Regions from separate parts of the Arachis hypogaea genome. Here region 2 is linked to region 1. A link is a contact called in public Hi-C data. All regions are on one chromosome and are shown on one strand. The core of a region is the stretch at or near the end of the contact, and the rest is flanking DNA. Distances in the headings are between cores, read along the strand shown.

Evidence for each region. Hi-C and Micro-C count contacts between places; a contact is called where the count stands out from the background.
Region 2: a contact with region 1 is called in a Hi-C map of leaf, with 4 times the contacts expected there. The contact joins the promoter of LOC112791915 here to the enhancer-like site in region 1. A contact is called at or near these places in 3 of 8 Hi-C or Micro-C datasets (leaf and an unstated tissue).

Annotation. Positions count from the first base shown.
Region 1 is chr13:137,045,521-137,050,441 of arahy.Tifrunner.gnm2.J5K5, forward strand. No RefSeq gene overlaps it. Among protein-coding and RNA genes, the nearest start is that of LOC112771534, 14 kb to the left of the region's middle. Within about 2 kb of position 1,476, at least 3 of the 3 cell types and tissues checked have open chromatin away from gene starts, as enhancers often do.
Region 2 is chr13:137,088,647-137,093,799 of arahy.Tifrunner.gnm2.J5K5, forward strand. It overlaps LOC112791915 (F-box/kelch-repeat protein SKIP11), which reads left to right and starts at 1,985. Exons shown (of 2, transcript XM_025834948.3): 1 at 1,985-2,445; 2 at 3,055-5,153. The coding sequence starts at 3,146. The coding sequence ends at 4,804.

The DNA.
Region 1 (4,921 bases), core at 226-2,725:
AAAGGAGAGACAATATCGTTATAGTCTCGCAAACTATGTTATGAATCTTGCGGGACCAATACCTTAAGAAAAAAAAAAACAGTGTCAGGAGGTTAGTAAGTTTTGTGAATTGCAGCCATTAATTAATTATTATTGATATTTTTAATGGTATGAGATTTTATCTAATGGTGTGGGATTACTAACTTTTTTTATGGTTAAGTTCTCCAAAAGTTTCAACTGATAGAAAAAAGTAACACTAATGATTATATCTCTAATACTGCATAAACCTATATTGTACATATTGTACAAGTATTTCGTTAGTTCCTCATACTTTCCCATAAAATAATAATTGATGAGTTAAAGAGAAAATCTAGGGAAACTAGCACTTAACCATAAAAAAAAGAGTAATCCCACACCATCAGAGATAATTTTACACCATTAAAAACATTTATAATGATTAATTAATAACTACAAATGACAAAATCTGCTGCACTTTAGCACTTCTCGGAGTTAATTATATTTGCATGCAAGCATGCTTCCTTGTAACGCAAATGATAGAAAAAGATGAAACACAACACAAGAGGGACATCCAGCAAAGCCCTGAGGCCATTCATGTTCCCAGTGACCAAAAACATTCATGCATGGCCTACATCTGAAACAGAGCTATATGCTAAGTTCAAAGTTGCACAACTGTGAAACGTAGGTTTATTTTTGTCTGAATCCAACAAAAAACACACACAATCTAAGTCGTGATTTATGAACAGTTCATGCATCCCACTTGCAACATATGTGGGTAATGTTTATTTGTTGTTTCTCTAGGTGTTCTTTATTTATTTATTTTTTAAGTGTTGGTCATTTCCTTATACGAATTATGGCATCATCATATGGATTTGGTTGAACGGTTGTGGTCTTTGTGTCCGAGCATCTCTTGGTACCTTAAGGATAATGGGTTTGAATGTAAAGTTTCATGTATAATTAAATGTTACCTAAATTCCTTACTAGAAGTTCTCAACTTTTGTGAATTTATTTATTTTAATATGTAAAATTTGTTTTCATGAAAAATCTATAGAATTCTTAAAAAACTATGAAAAAAATCCAATGATGTTTATTGAATTAGGCTAACCAGACAAATACATGTTGGATTGAGTTCACGGCTAGGGCCAATTTAGGAAAATTGTTCTTCATAATGTGTGGCTTGAGTTCAAAGTTTGAACATTTTAACCTACAAAACCCAATTCATGTTGAGTCAAAGGATTCAATATGAGATAAAACGGTTAAGCAACCTAAGTAACTAATATTTATGCTAAGTCAATTGTTATTTTTGTTTTTTATTTTGTCACGATATCTCCTAACTCGATAAATTAAAGAGTAATTCATTGTGGATTGAAACTCTTTTTCTTTATTTTTGGACTTGAGAACTTGTGTATGTTAAACCCATGTCTTCTCATATACAATTTTTGCTTCTGGGCCCAATATATTTGGCCCACTGGACAAAATATCTTCCTTCGTAGGATACCAACGGGCCTATGTTCAAAAATTGCTTCAACGGGCCACTAAACCAGTATAGTTACGTCTCAAATATAAACTTGCCCAATAAAAAGTTCCAAAAGTATTTTCCCAATAAAAAACTATAGACTTTCAGTGATGTGCCGACTTTGCAAATTGTTAATCATCTGCTATCATCGTTAAAAATCAACCAAAAAATAAATAAATAAATAAATAAACCCGCCATGTCTTGAATAACAAAGGCGAAAAGGCAAACTATTTGTACTTGACTTTTGTATGTACCTAACCTACAATTTTTTGGCACATATGGAGACGCATGCTTGTATGTAGGTATACAAAAATTCTACATAATAATAATAATAATAATAATTGTATAGGAGTGTAATATGACCTTTTTCCATCAACAAGCAAATGATCTTTTTACAAGTGTAACAAAAAAATAAAAAATAAAAAATAAAAATGAAAGATTACTTAAACCCATTGGAATCAAATTGCCAATCGTTACCAACAAACTGTTCATTAAGCACACGAGAAGACTTTTAATACATCTTACATGGCCATCTTTATCCCTTCGAAGTTCGAAGTTTTCTAGACACAATAGATTGGCATATTCCTAGCTATTCAAGTGGGTAAATTCTTTTCCAATAGATGTAGAATATATATATATTTTTTCTTCCTCCTATTATAAAGGCATATGTGCACGAAAAAGAAAAGGGCATATGTGCCAATTTTTAAAGAGTGTTTTTGTGATCAAATTGTTGCCACCAATGCCTCCGAATGAAAATGAAGTTTATATTCTTTAGTAAATATTTGGTATTTGGAACTTGCAATGAATGTGTTTGTTGTCAATCACAAAACAATTCTATTCCTCGATCAGAAACCGAATCTGATTCTAAATTGTGATATCATTCTGGCCAAAGAGCCTAGTCACATTAGATGCATATATACTTAATATTATATGCAACTATAACTATAATAATGTGGCACCAATTCATTGGGAAATAGAAAGCGCCTTATAACTACTTTCCTTTTAATTTGGAGGAAATGGTTGAACTTGCTAGTACTAACTGCTATTTTAGGATTATATTTTATATATAAATAATCTATCAAAATTAAATTATTTGTGGATAGGGATTATGATGCATTTGATTTCTGCGTGTCTGATGATATAGGAAATGGTTGAACTTGCTAGTACTAACTGCTAGCACCAATGCATATGATGCATATAATTTTTTTATTAGTTTTTTTTCTTTAATTTTTTACTAATTCACTGTTAAATGGATTTTACTTTGAACCGGATCCATTTAGAAATTAGTTATTGATTAACCGGGTGGAATCGACCAATCCAATTCAGTTTAAAAGTTAGGTATACAATTTTTTACTATTCATTATATAACTTGTGTTTATTATCTAATTAAGTCTCATTTTTTAAGTAGATATAACAAATCACACATAATAAAAGCCATATAAAAGTTTAATATGAGAAGATATATTTCTATACAAAGAAGATAGCACTTAGTATTTATTTTCAAAGTATACGAATTAAAAGTTTAAAACTCATCAATTAATTATATTTAATTATTAAAAATTTGACTAGTCTGATTTAATTCGTAAAATCTAAAAAATTCTATCCTCACGATCAATACTCAAACTTTAGACACTTCAAAATATAAGGATTTTGAGCTCTAAAAAGCAAAACTAATAACTCAAAACTAATAACTAAGGCTGCGTTTGTTTAGAGACAGGACATTGAGACAGAGACACAGAGATACAGGATCGTGTTTGGCAAGAGAGATATAAATAGAAACAATATGTTCAAAGATACTGAATTAGTGTATTTTGTGTCTATCCTAATAGGAATGACACAAAAACACTAACAAGAGACACAGCTTATTTTTTATTTTTTTATTATTCTATTTAATTTTTTATAATTATATTTTTTATTATTATATTTTTCATCTCAAATTTTTTGAATGAAAAAAATAAAAATAAATTAAATTTTTATAATTTATTCTATTTTATCACTAAACAAAATACAAGAACACAAAGTTTTATATCTCTATCTATCAGTGTCTTATCCTATTCTGAAAAATAAACGCAGCCTAAGCCTACAAAGTCTTCTAATCTTCTCAACCAAAAACCAATTTTGGTTTTGAAGGTCAAAGGATAGAATAGTATATTAATACGTAACAAATCCATGATCTAGTGCCACTCATAACTTTGAAACAAAAGCTTGAAAAAGCAAGTTCAATGAACAAACCATTGTTATTTTTTCTCTTCATTAGTAGTGGGGCTCCGTTTATTACAAGAAGCTCTTCCATTGAACAACCAAAAATGTAAACTAATTCATTGTTGGGATTGCCGACCATGGGTTCTAGAAGGGAGGAAAATTTAGACAAAAGTAAAAGGTTACCCAATCCAAAGGTTGAAAAAGTAAAAGACTTCAACTATATATGTTCTATGCATTACCCCTTCCCCATATATATATAATAAAAATAGAACATTATCCCTAACACGCGTTGCTTTCCAATCTAATGCTTCATCTCCTCTTCTAAAACCCCGACCAAACACACAATTCTCAATTCAAAAAACAATCCATCAATAAAGCACTTTCAGCTATCCTCACGGCTTTTCATCCAAAGTAATACTATATAATAATTATGGTCTTAATTATTAATACAAATTAAATGTATGTAATCCAATAATTATAATGTTCACACCGTAGTCACCAACTAAGTATCGATGTTACTAAATTCGGATCAATTCTACTAAACTTTTTCATCGATGTGAATTTTTGAGGAAGATCAGCCTGTCATTCCTAAAATAATTTTTATCCGTTGAGTGATGGTTCCTTGCGGCATTGTTCCGTCAGACTTTCGTCCATTACAAAAAATTTTCACTGTTGCCTCTCGTTTTTTGTTCTATTCTCAGGGACCTCCCTAGTATGAGAGGACCAGGAAGGACGCACTTCTGGTGTGTCAGTTATCGTACATACGGTAAACGTCTACTGTGCTCCAATTTGGTAGTTTTCATCGCATGTCCAGAGTTGAGCTCTAGAATTTGACGACGAACTTAAAAAGTCACATATAGACGCTTTACGTCCAATCATTTTAAATAACGTTTGTATCCTCTGTCTTACCGCAGTTGCTAGCACAAAGTTAGCCGATACTTATTTCCCAGATACCATTATTGCTTTTTCTCCGAAAAAATAAGTTCACGACCCGTATATCTATTCATTTAAAAAAAATATATAATTATTTTTTAATAATATTAAGATAATATTGTTTATATTTTTCAAATAATAACTTAATCTAACAGTTATAATTAGATAAATATTAATTACAAATAATTACTATAGATTCAGGTATCATTTATTTACTTATAGAATATTATACATACATTACCAAAATTTATTTTTAATATGTGAACTTTTTCT
Region 2 (5,153 bases), core at 735-3,234, 44 kb after region 1:
ACAACAAAATTAAAAGGGAGATGATGTTGAAGATGATGATTGTAATTCAAGACTGATAGGCGCTAAAGTGCAAGAAAGAAAGTTAGGCCTATGAAACCCTACGAGATTAGATATTAGATTGGGTGTAATGACTATAGCAACTAATATAATTAAAAGCTTGACATGATTAGGGGAATCTCAACACAGTACTTTGCAGGGTGGAAAATTTTTAGGCTTTAATCTCTTCCTTTGATTCGTGCCCATCTCTTACATCTCCAACCTCTAATTTGTTGCTCATCTACCTAAAACTCCCTTTTAATAATGTTACTTTCTACCATGGTACTTGTTGCAAAATAATTAAATATTATTATGAGTTTTAACTTTTACGGTTTTAATTTAATTTCACCAGAAATGGTAAGTATTTATATGAGTTGATTTTAATAAAAAGAGATCAAGTGATGAGTCTTGGCTAGTCATCCGCGTAGACGCAAGAAATGAACCGAAAAATAAATAACGCATCAGCTTAAACAGTGAGATATTAGTATTATTAAAAAAAAAACATTATATTATATAAAAGAAAAAGACAATATAGATATATGTCGCATCAAAGGAAAGGATGAAGAGAGCGTGAAAAGGAGGGTAAGGGGAAGGAAGAGCCCCAGCCGAAAACGCAAACAGAGATTGGAAACGTAGCAAAATCTGCTTTTTTGACTTAACATTGATTCAGCCGTGTTCGGTAGTAATAATCATAATCATCACCATAATTAACAACATTATCGCAACAGTTAAGTAAACACACACTCTCTCTCTCTTTTTTATTAATCTTTATTTTTAATATTTACGGTTAATCAGGTATTCTTTTACTTAGCATAGGCAAGCCATCTAAAAATGTGGAAATACATATATTATGTTTTAAGGTTTTTTATAATTACATATTTAATTATGTTTCATGATATTAATAAAAGTAATTTAATTAAGTTGATTATTTATTATCGCAAGAGTTATAAAGCATCTAATTGACTAGGAGTTAAGGATATTTCAAATTAAAGTATGAAAGTGTTTATTATTAGAAATATTCAGAATTATATTTAATTCTAAATAAGTATTTATTTAAAAATAAAAAATGTTAATTTTTTTTAACTCAGCGTCTTATTAAATTAATTAGAGAGAAGTGAAAAGAAAAGAAAAGATTCAGAAAAAAAAGGGTATATTTGACATATTTTTGGGATGTGTATGCATATAAAAAGTTTTCAAGTAAGTTTTATTTTAGTCTCTTAAATTTAGAGTAAAAATCAAAATGATCCTTAAATTACTTTGTTACCCAAAATTTGTACATGATATATACTTTTATAAAATTTTACATAATTTTTTTAATTAGATGTAATTTTTGTCTATTAACAGTATAAAATTTTGTATACCTTTAATAATGTATTGTTACATTAATAAGAGAATTAATTTTCAACTCTTTACTTAAAAAATAATAAATTAAAAAAACTTTATTAGCAAATAAACTTAGAAGTTAGAAAGAAGAGTTGTTATGAAAATGGAAAAATTAGTTTACACAAATAACAATGATGATTATAGTTAAAAATTGACCAGTCAAAAGTCACATCTAAGGAGGGTTAAGGGTAAAATCTAGGACGTTATTTTTCATGATTGACCAACAAACCAACCAAACCGACCTCATTAACACCCGCGTCGCAGAGGATTCCTCCCCCACAAATATGCACGAGAAATTGACCAGCCGATGATTTAGAATAAGAATCCAACGGCGCAGAGACGTGGGGGTAACGTAAACGGACGAGTCTCTTTCTCTCTCTCTCTTTTCCTTTTTATTTTTTTGGTTCTCCGAGTCAGCGAGATAAACCCAAAAAAATAAAGAAAATAAACCTTTCACTAGTCAACACGTGTCACCACCTGCGTTTACCGGTTACCGGTCACCGGGCGAACCTTTTGCGGGCCCCACCACCACCACTACACCACCAGCTCCACCTCCGTCAAATTTCGCACAACCCCAAGAACAAAGTTATCGATTTAATTGAATAATTAAGGTAATTGGTTTTATTTTTAATATAATTATTAGTTATATATTATATAAATTAAGATTATGATTTAGGAGAGAGATAAGGGGGTCCTTTTTTTTGTTCTGAGATTTTGCTCCCAAAAACCAAAAACCTTGTTTTGCATTCATCTGATTTGCAGAGACTATAGCAACAAGGGACCAACCAAAAACCAAGAACAACAACTTCCTCTTAAGAACTGTGTAGAGAGAGAAAGTGGCTCTTTTTCTCTTTCTCTCTCTTTGTTTTGTGTTTGTCTGTGGAGAGTACATGCAAAACAGTGAACTTTGAGATTTAGATAGAGAAACAAGGGAGTTTGAAGGTTCTAGTTTCAATTTGCAAAAGCTGCCCAACAAGTACTATTGTTGTTTTTTCTGTTTTGCTTCTTATCCACCTTCTAAGACTTGTAAGTCCTCTTTCTGTTTCTCTCTCTATATCTGTTTCCCTCTCTCTCTTTCTCCCTTTTTCTATCTGTGTGTTTTTTTCAGCTTCCTTTTGAATGAGCTTGTTAGCATGCTTTGTTATGTGTTGAAGGCTTTGGTCTTTTGGATTCGTGGAGATCTAATTAATTTTGTGTGTTTTTGTTGCTTCATTTGGCGGATAATGATAATGATTAATGGGTTTTTGTTCAAAGTTAAAATTTTGTTTGGCTTCTTCTTCTGTTTTAGAATGCTGGATTCATTTCTTGTGTCACATTTGGATTCTCTGAACTTGGTTTCGTTCAATTGAAGTTCTACTTGTTTGAGTTGTTTTTGGTAACTGGGATCTCTGTGTGTGTGTAAATTTGGTTCTACACGAGGCAATCTTTTTTTTTTTCTCTCTATCCCTCTGTTCTCTTGTGAGAACCTTTTCTTTGTAAACGGGAATTGAAAAATGTGTTTTTGAATGGATTCCGATCTGAAATCATGCTACTTGTCCCGTTGGCGTTTCTGGGCATTTATGTTTGAAGAAGGGATTAGGAAGTTCTGAATTGAATTTCAATTCGATTTGGATTTGATTGATTATGTTTGAACAGGCTCTTGATTTTGTGGAAGAAGAAGAAAGACATCTGATAGAAGGGTTGAGATTGAGTGCTTGTTGGTTGGTGGTGGTGTTGTTGCAGAGACATGTTGGACGGCCGTTCCTGTGTGGTTCCGAGGTTGTTTCCCAGCTCCTACCAGGCAGAAAACAAGTGGCCTTTCATGACATATCTGCCTGACTTGGACATCAAGAACGGCAAGCGCCCTTTGGAAAATGATGTCAATGATGAACCCAATCCCAGGAAGGTTAATAGCAAGAGATTGGGTTCTCGCCGCCTCCGAGGTGAAGCCAATCGAGTTTTGTTTCAACAGCAGCCTTATCAGATTGAGGATTCTGTTGTTCCGAAAATTGATGAGGACGTTGATGATGGTGTTGATAGTGATGATGATGACTCTACCATGCAGGATCACAGGAATGATTTTGTGCTGCTGAGTGGTCTCCAAATAGATGAAGATGCTCTAGCTCATTCTGCTGAGCTGTTAGCTGAACATGACAAGTATCAAGCCAGGGATTCATTGGAGTCCGGTTTCCATCAATCTGATGAGCAGCAGGAGAATCAATCCAAGCATTTTTCTGATTCTGGAGTTCAGCAATCTGACGAGATGCAGCTGCTTGCTGCAAATTTGTCAAATTCCAGTGACCAGCCATCTGATCAGCAGCAAGAGAATCATTCCGGTGATTCATCGGATTCTGGTTCCCTTCTGCCTAGAATGAACAGAGACAGCTCGATTGCCTGTCTCAGCCGCTGTTCGAGGTCCGATTATGGTTCTCTTGCATCACTGAACTCAAGCTTTCGCAACATTATTCGAAGTGGTGAGCTATACAAGTGGAGGAGACTGAATGGAATCATAGAACACTGGGTTTACTTTTCCTGTGCCCTCCTTGAATGGGAGGCCTATGATCCGATTCGCGAAAGGTGGATGCATTTGCCTAGGATGGCTTCTAACGAATGCTTCATGTGTTCGGACAAGGAGTCCTTGGCTGTTGGTACTGAACTACTTGTGTTTGGGAGGGAGCTGAGATCCCATGTCATTTACAGATACAGTCTTTTGACGAATTCATGGTCTTCGGGAATGCGGATGAATGCTCCAAGATGCTTGTTTGGATCTGCTAGCCTTGGAGAGATTGCAATTTTGGCCGGTGGGTGTGATTCCGAGGGACGTATTCTGGACTCTGCTGAACTGTATAATTCCGAGAATCAACAATGGGAAATGCTCCCACCCATGAAAAAGCCTAGGAAGATGTGCTCTGGAGTATTCATGGATGGAAAGTTCTATGTGATTGGTGGAATTGGTGGAAGCGAGTCTAAGCTTCTTACCTGTGGTGAGGAGTACAATCTACAGACTAGGACATGGACAGAAATTCCTAGCATGTCCCCAGGACGCAATGCTAGGGGAGCCGAGATGCCTGCAACAGCCGAGGCGCCACCTCTGGTTGCTGTTGTAAATAATGAATTATATGCTGCTGATTATGCTGACATGGAGGTTAAGAAGTACGATAAAGAGAGAAAAGTGTGGAATACCATTGGGAGACTTCCGGAACGAGCAGTGTCAATGAATGGCTGGGGTCTTGCATTCAGGGCATGCGGAAATCGGCTAATCGTGATAGGTGGACCTCGGACACATGGTGGGGGTTTTATTGAACTCAACTCGTGGGTGCCGAGCGAAGGACCTCCCCAATGGAACCTACTGGCCAGGAAACGGTCTGGTAACTTTGTCTATAACTGTGCCGTGATGGGATGTTGAAGAATTGAAATTATTAACACATTTTGATGGCTTCAAAATCCAATGGCTTGCACAACATTTATTCATCCATTGACCCAGAATTCTTGCTAATTGATACCTTTCCCCCTTCTTTTTCTGTCATATTTTCGATTCGAAGGTGGGGGAAGCATGGGGAAGAGATTCTGATATTACTCTCAAGATTAACTGAAAAGCATCCCGGGAAGGAGCTCTTTCAGTGTTTCCATTTTTATGTTTCAAATTTCAATTACTATTTTGTTCCATTCCATTGAAATTGGTATCTTCCCCCCATTTCAATTTACATGAAAATTTTCCAAGCTTTGGTGTCATGTAGCACAGGAATAGGTTAAAA